Linked DNA regions of Gossypium hirsutum: region 2 is linked to region 1. A link is a contact called in public Hi-C data. All regions are on one chromosome and are shown on one strand. The core of a region is the stretch at or near the end of the contact, and the rest is flanking DNA. Distances in the headings are between cores, read along the strand shown.

What was found. Hi-C and Micro-C count contacts between places; a contact is called where the count stands out from the background.
Region 2: a contact with region 1 is called in a Hi-C map of seedling, with 2.9 times the contacts expected there. The contact joins the promoter of LOC107903896 here to the promoter of LOC107903888 in region 1. A contact is called at or near these places in 3 of 34 Hi-C or Micro-C datasets (leaf and seedling).

Annotation. Positions count from the first base shown.
Region 1 is chrD05:50,907,943-50,915,337 of Gossypium_hirsutum_v2.1, forward strand. It overlaps LOC107903888 (protein ECERIFERUM 26-like), which reads left to right and starts at 4,304. Exons shown (of 2, transcript XM_016830069.2): 1 at 4,304-5,054; 2 at 6,924-7,395. The coding sequence starts at 4,620.
Region 2 is chrD05:51,073,559-51,080,953 of Gossypium_hirsutum_v2.1, forward strand. It overlaps LOC107903896, which reads left to right and starts at 4,420. Exons shown (of 12, transcript XM_016830088.2): 1 at 4,420-4,613; 2 at 6,007-6,130; 3 at 6,542-6,773; 4 at 7,149-7,251. The coding sequence starts at 4,580.

The DNA of each region.
Region 1 (7,395 bases), core at 3,054-5,553:
TTTTAAAAATATATATATCGATCTATGTTGTTTTTGGAGAGAGAAAGGAAAACATATCTTACAAGGTGTGTTTTCATTGAACTGGTAGAGAAAACGCGCCACATAGGGCATGTTTTCCCCCATCCAAAAAAATGCGTCCTACATAGGGCATTTTCTCTGCTAGATTAATGAAAACACGCCCTGTAGGACGCGTTCCATCTCATCTTCATGTGCACGTCAAGGTTGATCGGTGACCGCATCTCCTCCCTTCGTGGATGACTACGACTGTGTCATAGCAGCTTATAGTGCATCCCCCCTAACCGAGTCAGCATTTGCAAGGACAAACCAGATCATAAGAACAATGATGATGGGGGTGTTTGTGACACTATCGATGGGCCACTATATGGTGTCACATGGGGTGATGGCACATGGGGGTGTAATACGATGCAGGGGGTGGCGGTCGTGCGAAATATCTCCCTAGAGAAGGTGTCGGTGCAAGAAATGATTGTGCGTGTTGTGGTGCTTGTGTAAAATAAATTGGTGATGACTGTGTTGGTGTAGTGAATGATTGCGCATGTTGTGGTTTAGGTGTAAAATACATTGGTGTGTGTTTTGATAACGGTGTAAAATAAAATGGGTTAGTGACAAGAATAAATAAACCATATATCAATTCGTCTTGGCCCGTCCTCCCGACCTGGGTTTGATGGAGCAGATATCAATTCATCCACGGCGACTTGAGATTGATGGGCCCTCATCTTAGCCTCTTATGACGACGTTGCCTACCTCTTTCTGAAGCCATCAATAGATATGGCTTTACATGATGTTTGAACCAATTCATGTAATCCGAAGATGTCACCAATTCTGGCGTCAAGTAAGGTTCACACGTTGACAAGTAATCGTACCTATGTTGCCACAACTCGATATACTTCTTATGGAATGTTGCCCAATTTTAATCTGGTCTCCCCCGCATGTCGATCTTGTGCAGGTCATCGAGCTCCTAAGGTTGCCGCTGAATACGTTGTGTACACTCAAACTGTCACATCATTCGGTCGAATTCATGCATCTCGACAGTTGCAAAAATAACCAATGGTACTTTCACATGCCAAATGTTGCGATTGTCCAAAAATCCCTCCGAGACGCATTCTTGAATTCTCGGATCTACGTATGGCATCCACACAAATTGCAATACGAATTTATAAATTTCAACAAATTCTTAATATTTAATTTCAAATGCTGGATAAAAAATTGATAACTATGAAATTCATAAACTAACTTTATCCTCAGTTTCTTGATTTAAAGCTAGTCAAATGTCCTCGAGCTTGGTCGGTATATCGATATGGCTCGCGAAGTTGTTCCACCTATTAAAAAATATGTTATTTCAAAATTAAAACAATAAAAATTCCAAAACGGCAACAATATTATCAAATGAATTTTGCCATGTTACGAGTGGGAACTCGTAAGGGACTTGCACACGGAGCCGTTAAAATGGTAGTCGATACCATGCCTACAATTGAAGGAGTATGCAACCCCCTATTTTAGATTTTCCCGGTATCGTCACTCGACACATTTCTTGGTAAAATATCGCCAACACCGCCGATCCCCAACTAAGTCATCCCGCTTCTCTCAAGTCAATTAGTAGTAGTAGCCAATTCAAGTGTACCAGATTACGAGATTTATTTGGCATTAGCAAACCCTCGATCAACCTTGAGATGAATGTGCGCGTAAATTGCTCTTTTTTAACGTCGCTTGCTAAAGCCTCAATAGTTTGGAAGTTGTCCTACAACCATCTCATCTCGATCTGGCTACCCTTAAACCTGTTTGGCACCTTCCCCAGCAGTTGCTCGCATGTTGCACTCCAATCGGCACTAATGATTGGCCCCGTAACAACATCCCCATCGATCGATAGATCAAGTGGTAAACTAATGTCCTCGAGTGTAATTATACACTCTCCGCAGGGGAGATGGAACGTATGCGTCTCCGATCTCCATCTCTTGACCAAAGCACTGATGAATAGGGGAACCAATTTAGTCTCCCCGAGCATACAAGTCACGAATAAAAAGCCTACATCTCGCAAGTGTCCATGAATGACCTCTGGTGCACCTTCACTTAAGTTGTTTATGTCGTCTCCAAAATTCAACCTTCGGCTTGTGTATATAAACATAAAAAAATTATTAATCTAAACAGCATAATAATTAACTGTTTAAAATTAAATAATTTGATAATATTTTATTAACATCATAATAATTAACGGTTTAAAATTAAATAATTAATAATATTTTCTTACCATTTGTAATTGAACGTCAGATATGTGCTTGTCTTCCAAACGAATAAATTGATATGCCATTGAAGAACTAATAAAAAATCAAATAATTAAAAAATTTTAAAAAGAAGTTTGGAATTGGGAATTTGGATTCAAAAATCGAGAATTGACAATTGAGAATAACAAATCAAGAACAAGAAAATTGAGAATCAAATTGTGAAAATTAAGAGTTGAGAGTTGAGTTAAAAGAAAAAATAAGAATTTGAGGGTTTATACAGGGGAAAAAATGGTTGTTGGGGTCCCATAACCATTGGGATTTCCGCCCGTTCAGAAAAGTTACCGTTGGAAAGAAAACACATCTTATAGGGCGCATTTTCGCTGAACTGTCATAAAAAACACGCCATGTAGGACACTATTTTTGGATGGGGGAAAACGCGTCCTGTGTGGCGCATTTTCTCTACCAATTCAATGAAAACGCCCTGTAGAACACATTTTCCTTTCTCTCTTCAAATACAGCATAGATCGATGAAGTTTTAAAAAATGACATACTTTATCAATTTTATTTTTTTTAGCATATTTAAATAAATTTACCTTGTAGCTTTTCATTTACCAAAATAATAATAATAATAAATAACTTTTTTTCTCATTTTTCATTTATTTTTTTATTTTCAATTTTCAATCTTTTATATAATAACATTATTATTTTTTTAAAATATATTTTTTTTCTCCATTCAGGAAATGAGTACGATGAAATTTTAGTATTCAAATAATGTCAACTGAATATATTTAAAAAAATAAAACTATTCATTATATGTAATGATTAAATGATAAGTATTTATTTTAACAATTCATTAATATGTTGATTGAGTCTTAGTTCTATTGGCATGACATTGTTGTCAGTGCAAAAGAACGTGAGTTCGAATACGCTGAAATATATTTAACCTCCTATTTAAAAGTTAAGGAAAGACTATGAGTAATTCTATACATTATATAAAAAACAATTCATTAATATATCAGTGGAGATGGTACCAATAATAATAGTTGAGGCCCTGGCTCAATAGTATGATTCAAGTCTTGTGAAATTTTAGATCTTATGAGTTCCACCAAACATAAATATTATATGTAAGTTCTCAATCTAGATTTTATTCTAGTTTAAGTACTATCATATTTGAATTTTATCCAAATTTATTTTGATTTAAGTACTCTATGTTTGTTTTTACATTGTAATAATTGATTTTGGTTGTAGGCATAAAGATTTATTTATTGTAACTGTAATTTCCTTTCTCTAATTGTAATTTTAGTTAAAGATGTATTAAGTGTAATTATAATTAAAAACAAAATTATATAAAATTGTTAAATGTTAAATAAAATAAAGATAACATATTTTAAAAGAATTAGAAAACAATATAAATCTAAATAAAATTGGATTAACAATTTACACATTTAAACAAAACTTGAAGCTCGTATATTGAATGGATAAAATTTAGATAAATATGTATTATACTTAAAATCTGTTGGTATCATAAGTCAATCGAGTACAGTTAGAAAAATTTTTAGAGGGCTGAAATTAATTGTAATTTTTACGATAGTAAAAATATAATTTCACCATTTTAATAATCTATATTTTTTAAAATTTTAAAGGATTAAATTAAATTTTTATCATTTTAGGGGGCAAAGTATAATTTTATCTTTGTTAATTTAAAATTTTAAAGAGCCTCAATGAAATTTTTTTCTTTTTAGGAGGGGCCAGGACCCCTGCCAGCCCCCTAACTATGCCCCTGCAATCGAGTACCAATTTTATTGAAAATTGATTAAAAATTATTTCTTTTTATAAAATAAGTTATATAATTATAATAATATTTTTATCTTTTTAAATTTTGACAAATCAATAAATACTCACATATAATGAAATTTTAACTTTAAAACATTAAAAATTTTAAAACGTCAACTTTTATTTTAGTCAAAACTTAATTTAATTTTTATATAATTTTTTAATAAATGTATTTATTTGAACGTGACGTAAATATATAAGGCTAATATTATGGGCAAGTCTAACCAAATCCCCAAGAAATACCCATATATAAGAGCAATCTTTTCCTCTACCCTACGCTAATAATCTTCTCAAATCTGGTTAGTAATTGAGTGAATTCCCATTTCAAACCAATGAAGATTTAATGCAGAGTCGAAGTATCCAGCTGCTTTACATCCAACAAGAACAAATAAATGAAAATGACCCAATTAAATGTTTCCCTTTAACTCACCCACCGGTCATGATTGAAGAACCAATTTATAAACCCCAAAACCCCCATTTCGGAAAACCATAAAATTTCCAACCATAGTTTCAGTTCCATCTCCCAGTAGTCAAGTTTGAAAGCAAACCATGGTTCCCCCCCAACAAGACCATGATCTTGTCTATAACCTTAGGCTCTCATCGGTTGGACCAGGTTGTGTCACCGGTTCGGACGTGGTTCATGACCTAAGCGGCCTGGACTTGACCATGAAACTCCATTACCTCAAAGCGGTCTACTTCTTTTCCAGCCATGCAGTGGAAGGGCTAACTATCATGAACATGAAAGAAGCCATGTTTTACTTGCTTAACGATTACTACATCACCTGTGGGCGGATCAAGCGGTCGGAGTCTTCGGGTCGACCGTACATAAAGTGTAATGACTGCGGCATAAGGTTCGTGGAAGGTGTTTGCGATGAAACTGTGGATGAATGGCTTGAAACTGACGACGATTCTAAGAGGAATTTGCTTGTTTATCATCGAGCCATCGGCCCTGAGTTGTCCTTTTCTCCTTTAGTTTACTTGCAGGTATCCTTTTTCTACCAAAATTCATCTCAACCTTTAAATTAAAATATATATATATATATTTAAATCGGAAAAAAAAACATTTAAGTCGCTTTACTAATACAATATTTACAATATCAACTTACCTAAAGCTCAAAAGGCGATTTTCTTTAAACAATATTAAATCACTTTACGATTATATTAAGATAAAACTAGATTATCTTTGGCTGACTATATGGTGAGAAAAGAAAATTTTTTCCTCTATACTTTATGCTTATAATATTTTTTTTTGGTGGTTATTTTTCTAAAGGAGTAATCATGAATTTCAAGTATTAATCATGAAAAATACCAAAAAGTATCCCTAATTTTGTAATCTATTTAACTGAATTTTTGTCTTTGATTCGTGACACTAAATTTTGCGTACCAAATATACTATATATTTAAAAATATATATTTTCAAAATATTTATATGAAAAAATAAATAAAGTTTTAGTTGAAATGGTAAATTAAATGTTTATGTGTGTATTCTTTTTTATATATAAATTATTAAAAAACTTCAAAATAATATAATTTATTTTGTAAAACAATGATATTTTAGTTATTACTTAATTGAGTTGGTGGTCAAGTACTTATATATAATATAGATTAATAAAAATTTGACAAATAATATGTGAAATCAATACATAATTTTAATTTATATATACATATATATATTCAAAGTTTATAAGTATAAATAAAGTACAAATATAAATGCTAAGTATAAAGTTCAGAATCAATTAACTTCAATATAGATGAACTGAGAAAAGTGTAGAATCAAATAATTATAACACGAACAAACAAAAGAGTTGGAACAACACATATTAGAATTAATAACTAAACTAAAACTCACACATGGCAAAAATAGATAATGAGATTCGGAGGTCTCGAACTTGAATACTCAAGACTAAAAGTGGTCATGGGCAGACTTGAATTGAAAAAGAAAATTCTAAACCCAACCATATCATTATTTTGAAAAAGAAAAATGTATTATTTTAGATTAATATTTATATATTTTAATAAATGAAATTGGGGGTGGATAAGATAAAACTTTCACCTCTATCAAAATAAATGAAATACATAGGAGTTACTTTATGAAATTGAGCTTCCATACCCCCAAAATAGAAAAAGATGATGGCATCCAAATTGCTGCAGGAACACCAACCAAGCATTGCAATATTTTATAATTACTTTGTGAAATAATAAAATGAGGTTGGAAAAAGATTTCATAAGTTTTGGATCCCACCAACAATACACCTACCTCAGTTTCATGAATTGGGAGATACTAAAAACTTTATTACATTTTATCTACCCATTTGTATTGGTTAATTTGCACCCACCAATCGACATGTACCTACCTGTTCTATCTATCTTTAAATATGTCTTAATGATTTTCATTTTTCTTAATTATAGTTAAAAATAAATTGACTTAATTAATAATTAAAATTATTTATATTTAAAAATTTTGAATACCAAGTATTTAAGAATTAAGATTTATATTTTGTATATAATTTGTATATATTTAAATGTGTATGTGATATTTTCAAAAAAAATATTTAATTGATATATCTTATTAAAATATGAAAATAAACTACAAATATATAGAAAATATTAAAACAGTACAGATAAAGTCAAAATGATAAGCATGAACACATTAATGGTACATATATAATTTATAGAAAATTAAAATAATGAATATTATGGGTTCAAAATATAGAAAAAGATATAATTACTTTCGACTTATGAGTTGAGATCTGATTGGTAACATACAACAACTCAACAAAAGCTTTATATACTAACAAAAATAACACATCCAACAACAATTCGATATTGAAAATTTTGTGCATCTTTGTGCAGGTTACTCAGTTCAAATGTGGTGGAATTTCACTAGGGCTGAGTTGGGCTCATATCCTTGGAGATGCATTTTCAGTCTCTAATTTCATCAACAATTGGGGCCAACACATGGCTATGGTCAATGTCAATAGTTCCCCAGCCCTCGCACCAAGATCCCTAACCAATACTGCAAAACCTGAGGCACCCAGTGAACCACTTTCTGCAAAGCAAGTGAACCATGTGGGAGACCTTTGGGTGCTTGCCAATAACTGCAAAATGGAAACTTTTTCTTTCAACTTGACCACACAACATTTATCAAACTTACAAGCCAAGATTGGTTCAGTTTCGGCTTTCGACTCAATTTGTGCCCTACTTTGGCGAGCGATAGCCAAAGTCAGGGAAGGATTTGAGCCACAAATTGTTACCGTTTGTAGGAAAGATCCATGCCATGACGATAACAATGTTCTTGGTAACAATCAAATTATAAGAACAATCA
Region 2 (7,395 bases), core at 3,170-5,669, 170 kb after region 1:
TTGTCATACATAAAACATCAAATTTTATTATCAAGGCTTCCTACCATATTTTATAACTCAATCCCACCTATTCAAACATTATACAACATAACTAACCATACCAACTCTCATATGAATCTATCACTTTTTCCATGCTTAACAACCACAATCAAAATTTACCAATTCACGCCATAATCAAACATATCAAAAGGTCATCAAGCACATATACTTTATATAATACCATTCTCACTTTACTATTACAAAACACTTATATATAATTCAACTCCTATTACATGCCACATAATCGAATTGAACGTTTAAAAGTCTACCAAAATGGTGGCTAGATAGTGTGATCTTTAAGATGACCCGATCACTGAGTTTCATAAATCAATAACAATAGGAAACAGAAAATGAAACAGAGTAAGCTTTAAATAAGCTTAGTAAGTTCATATTTTTTGAAAAATAAAACTTACCTTAAATCCCACAATTTCAATATAACATATTTAACTAAAAAATTTCCCTGTTACCACAATTCACATAATCAGGTGAGTTCACCGAGTATATATCACATAAAACATTTCATTCAAAATAATTTAATCTCGATCGAAGCTATAACATCAACCCATTGAACATATGCACTTTTACTTTATATAACTTACTTCATCTCATTATAATACTTTTACCATTCATCTAATTCAATAACAATACCAGTTTATCCCAATGAACTATAATAAATGAATACGTGGTTATCCACCCAAAACACGTATGATTTCTCAACCTAGCTTTACCGTCCAAGAACACGCCAAGGCATTGAGTGCCAAGCCTATAAGCTAAACATCCTTTCAAAAACAAGCTTGGGCACTAAGTGCCAAGCCGTTAGGCTACATATCCTCCCCCAAAAACACGTCTGAATCACTGTGGATATAACTCGGTAATCTACAACAAATGTTGGATTCCGGTACATTCAGTGAATATATATATCATACGTCAACATCTCATCTCATATAAAACTCGTACAGAACGCAAATAACCCTATTGGCATGCAAATTGTATCCTAACTCATGTTCATCCAAGCTCAATACATATAGCAATATAGTACTATTCGATTCAATCCTTTTCCTCACCTATACCGTATAAACTTACTAGGGAATAACAATAATAGAAGAAGTGTTAGAAACTACTTTACTATTTTTCCTTTTCCTTGATTATCAACTAGTTGATTCATTTCTTAATCTAAACGATAATTCATTTAAAATTATCAGTTCTAAATATCTTATAACATCTTATTTAATGCATATGACATCCCGTTATCATTTTCCAAAATCTCTCTAAAGTTTTGCAATTTATTCAATTTAGTCCCTAAAATCGTAACAAGCATATTTTTCATACTTAAGCCCCAAAATTTAAAACCAAATTCATACTCATCCCTATACAATACTCAAAATCCAGTTTTATAGAAATTTCATGCCTATTTTAACATATTTTCATTTTAGTCCCTAAACTCAAAGCTAACAAAAAAATCACTTTACAAAATAGTCCTATTTCATGATAAAGCTTCAAACTTAACCATTTAACATCAAAAACCTTAAAAATCAACAATGGTAACTTTTTAAAACTTTAACAGTATTACGAAATAGTCCCTGGTATAGCTTGATTAAGCTACAACGATATCAAAAACATAAAATTTACAAAAAAAAGCTTAAAAAATGCTTATTGCAAAAGAGAAGTTGACCAAATTCTTCAAGCTCCCTTCAATGGTGTTTTTAGTTTGTGAAAGAAAAAGAAAGCGAATGTGATAATGTTTTCTAATGTTTTAACATATATTATTTAATATAATAAAAAACATATTTTTTACTTAATCTATACAAAAACCATCCACTATAATCCATTATGACATTATTTCCATTTAAAACCTTTATAATATGTTTTTTTTACTCATTTAGCACATATAAATTAATAGTGATTAACTTTTGCAATTTTTACGATTTAGTCTTTCACAATAACTAACCAATTAATAAAATTACTAGACCAAAAATCATTATAACACTATAAATGACTTGTAAATATTAAATAATAATATTTACTGACTCGATCGCCGAAGAATGGGGTTTTAAAACCTCCACTTTTGGTACCACTGAAAATGAGCTATTACAATTTTATTTTCCAATTTCAAGATTCAATTTTAATGTTTTACCCAAGAGAACCCTAGTAAAATGGACTCAGACACACGAGTGAACTACACTACACCAAGATAGCTCGTATGAGCATAAACTGCACCACATCAAGACACCAAAGTGCAAAGCCTGTAGGCATCAAGTGTTTAAACATATTCAAATAAATCCCTCCACCACACAAAGGTCTTTGTAGAGACAATGAAAACTCAATGATCCACAATAGATGTTGGATCTCAAAATAACCTGTCATTATCTTCATATTATCAACTATCCCATACACAAGCGCGCATATGACCCTATTGGCATGCCAATTGTATCCTAACCTTTTACTAAGTTCACACGGGCATCAATAATTTATATTTACATATTCATACCCTATAATCATTCGTATTTGCATATTCACATCCTGTAATCATTCATATTTGCATTTTCATACCTTGTAATCATTCATATAATTTTCGGGTTTTGTCGAATAAATTTGTACATAAATTATACATACATTTAATGATATTTGTCATTCTTCTATTTATAATCAATAGATATAACATAAAATTGCCTATATCAATTCAAATCACACTTACTAGCTATGTATGTTAATTTCCATCAAGCCCTAACTTATGTCAAGCATTGATATAACAAAATAAACACAAGCAAACATATAACACAAGGTACTTATCTCCTCAAAACGCAAAACATGTAGGTTTCTCAGGGCCTATTATGCAATTTTAGCTACTAGCTCCACTTCTACCGAGTTTCGATTTTATACAATTATATATATAAATATCAATTAATAGCACATAACAACACACAATATCCATTTAATGGCTTACAACAATAATATCGTAAGATGCATGATACTAAATAATCTTTTTTTTATTTCAAACATATTTTGTATTTTATTCAATTTAATCCTTAAACTCGATATAAACATAACTTTGAATTCCTAGCTTTAGATTAAAATATGATTTCAAATTCTTTCATTAGAGACCCTATACTTTCTATTTCTAGCAAAATTTCAAGACATATTCTTCATTTATTTAATTTGGTCCCTAATGTTACAAAGTTAACAAACAAGCTTAATTAACTTTACAATTTAATACTTTTCATAATCTGAGTTCAACATCTATCAATTCCAAGTCTAATTCATCAATTTATCAACAATGACACCTTGCTAAAATTTCAACAATTGATCAAATTGATACATGGGCTAGCTAAATTAAGCCTCATGATCACAAACATGGAAAAATTACATGGAAAAAGGCTTGATTACCTTGAATTTTTGCTTGACTGAATGTTAGGTGAGCTTGAAACTTCCTTTTGGTTTTTAACTATGGTGGATGAATAAGGATGGAGAAGAAGATGATAATATTCTATTTCTTTCCACCAATTTTGTTATTTATAGGCCAATTAGTGCTTAATTAGTCTAATAGATCATGTTTAGTTACCTTAATAAAGCATACTTATATATTTAATCCCATAATTAAACAAAAGTGGATGCTAATATTAACATCAACATCTACTATCTCATGCTATTTATTGGTTTAATAACCATTTTAGCCCCTTAGGATAATTTCTATTTAAGTCCTCAAGCGTTTTCTTAATTAAAACTCTATAACGATTGGACTTTTATAATTCAGTCACTGAGCCTTAATTAACTATTTTATCAGCTAGTTTACTCAACCATTCTTCAACATATTTTTATATTAACTCCGTAAATATTCCTATTTTATATTTACAAACTCTATTTACAAAAATGATATCCTAAAACCGCATGTTTCGATACCACTGAAAATCGGACCGTTACAGAAACAATTGTCAAAGAGATCTTAGGGGTTGATGTTGGAGAAGAAGATGACAATGGCCCGATGATGGTGGTTATGGTGATGATGATTAGATGATGATGAAACAAAGAAACCAGAGTTATTAAGGTTAATTTTTAAAATATTATTATTTAATAGGAAATTTTATTTCACGTTAAATTTTCGTTTACTATTTTAAGATAAGTGGCTAAAATATATAATTTTTCGTTTACTATTTTAAGATAATGACTAAAATGATGGATTATACAGTGTGAAAGCCTAAATTGCTTATTCATTTTTTATGCCTAAAATCAAAATTTTTGAAAGTGTAAATAATATAAGGAAAAAAAAAGCGAGCTAAGTGCTAATAATATTTTTTCATAAAAAAATAATATAATTTATTTTCCTTATCCTAGTCCGAAAGTGAAAATGACAGTTATGTCCACTACTCGAATCTGTTTTGTCTAGGTTTGTAACAGACATTTCTTTAATATGATTTTGTCGATATTTAGTGTCTTTTTTCTCAAAGCTCTGCTCTGAAGACTCTTTCCGACAGAAGATTTGGATGGATCAATCATTTTGTCACTGTCTTCTCTGATCCCTTTCCCCATCTCTCCCTCTTATTTCATGGCGATCGCCGCTGCTTCTTCCTTCTCCGTCGGTAATTACATTCAAAACCATCTTTTTATTTTACTTGCACCCAAATTCTTTTTATGATTGTGGATTAATTGGGAATAGACGAATGAAGAACAAAGATTTATTTATTTCTTATTGTTTTGGTTAAGTTCCCATTCTGATTTCCATGTTTTGAAGCAAACCCTTTTTGTATTTCTAATCTTCGATGCCTGATTTGCTGTTTAAAGCCTAAATTAGATGAAATTTTATTATCTTAAATGTGCCTACATGCATGTAATGTTTTTTTCTCTTTATTCAAGTTGATTTCTGTTGATGTGATGAAAATATGAAGCAAAAAAGTGTAATTGTTCAAGGTCTGGTTTTATCATTGTTTTTCTTCACTATCTTTTCTTGTTCATGCTCAAATTAGGGATGGGAATGCAATGGGACGGAAATGATTTATAAATATTTAAGGAATTTTAAAAGATGATTTGTAAATATTTAAGTAGCTAAAAAAGAAAACTTTCGCTTGGAACGGTTTATTAGATTCAGTAACCCTTTCTGTGGAAATCATCAGAATACCTACGTGCAAATGGGCACACTTCATGTTCTTTAATTTAGTTGTCTTTCTGGGTTTTTCCCCCTTTTAATATTATTTTAAATTTATGAAAAGGGATTGGGAAAGCAAATTGCTTTGCCTAATAGTGAACCAATAATAAATTTCATTTTCACAAGAAGTGACCTCTTGCTAGGTAATTGGTAAATAGTGGTGAGCAGAATTCGGTCTAAACCGACAAGATTGACCAGAACTGGCATGATTTGGTCAATTCAGTTCAATTAAAACGATGTCATACTTGGTTGGTTATGAGCTTTGGTTTAAATAAGTTAATTTGGTCTTTTTTCAAATTGTGAAATGAGTAACCAAACTGATTGACTCAACCAACTTATAATAAATATGTTTATGTATTTTTAAACATAATTATATAATATATAATATATAATATACAAATATTTTATCTAAATCCAACCCAATTACCATTCTCACTAAGTTGGTTAATCGAGATAACCAGCCGAACTAACTCAGTTTGGTTATTTCAATTATGATATCATGGTCAGATGGTTACTGGTTATTTTAAATTGGGGTCAATTTCAGTTTTTCTAACCGAGCAGGTTGATTGCATGCTCTGGATTCTATACTTGATTTCCTCTGTCAATGAGGGGCGATTAAAATGTATAGAGTATATGATTCAGTGTATTATGCTAGGTCTTATACTCAAGTTCTTTCTTACACCGACATAAAATTCTAAAGTTATGCACATTTTGTGAATATTTGTTCATACATCTTAGTTTATTAGTGTGGCTAATTCTAATGTTTGCATTTGCATTTGCATTTTCATGACATCTTCTGATAACTCTTTCTTGTTGAACTATGCTATTAGGTTCTTCCCAGTGTCATTTATGTCAAGTAGAAGGGGCTTATTACTCACCATTAGTTGGTGTCAACAATGGTTGGATCAGACATACATTTGATGGCTGCAAAGTGACAGACTCGCCCGGCATAAGGTGTGCAATAGTTAAATGGATCTGAGTTTATCTGGAAAAGAGAAAACCGTTTCTGTATTGTGTAAAAATTTTGTTATTCAATTACCTATGTTCAACGCTATGTCTGATGAGTATTCAGGACATTGAAATGGGGATATAACCCTCCTAATATGTGGAAAAACTTCAAAAAAAGAATTGAACCTGCCTGTGTCGGACTAGTACCCGTATGGCACTCATACTTGAGTATAGTAACTTAGAGTTAAATAATGATCATTGCATATGTTTTGTTATGGTTGTTTCCGGGGAGAGTTTCATGTATTATTGTAATGTCATCTGATGAGAAGGTCATCACCAGATGACATTCTATTATCTGGTCTTCTCAGCTGATTTGTCTTTAAATCCAATTGGTTGAGATGCAGTTTTCCATTTCAGTGTCAGATGCAGGAACCTGTTTTTTGGATCAACACAATTTCATTGGTTGTCTATGGGACGTGATCTTTCCCTTTCAAAAGTTTTAGTTGCCGCGGATTATTCTGATTCTGTTCCTAATCCATCGAGTTATGAAAGCAACCAAGGTTATCACCCTCTTGAAGAACTTAAAGTTTCCAAAAGGATCCAGGAGATACAACTGTCATCAGCTGAAATAGCAAGGACAACCGTCGAGGTGAATTTTATAATTACTCAATTGGAAAAAAAAAACCTTAGTTTAGACAATTTGAAATGAGCTGAATTTATTTGATAGTGTCATCAGTGTGTTTGTTAGACTGACGACATAAGCATCCTTGTTACTTGGACTCAGTTGTGAGTGTCAGATGCAAGGATGTGTCCAACACTGGTATGTTAAACTTTTTTTCAAGATTTTTTAGGTATTTGGAGATTTCTTCGAGGTTCCAAATACCTATGAACAGACTTGTGTTCAATATAAGTCTCAGACATGTGCACTTGAAGAAAAATTAAGAGTCGGAGCAACATAGATAAACATAACTTCCTCTGCAACAAGAATTCATGTTTATGCTTTTCTAGTTTTTGCTTGCCTTAGGCTAACAGCAGTGCTTTGCTAGTCTTTCCTGGGACAGTACATTCTGAACCTCATGAACAGATTTCATGGGCTGAGTTTCCATATGTTGTTGATGATTATGGAGGTAAGTTTATTGGAGACCACCTTTGAGCTCTATTAGGCTTTTATTCCCGTTAAGGCTTTAGGATTTGTCTCCAGTTTCCTTGTATATGTATACAAATGAGCACACACCTACATATGCATATATATATTAAACCATTAGTTCTCT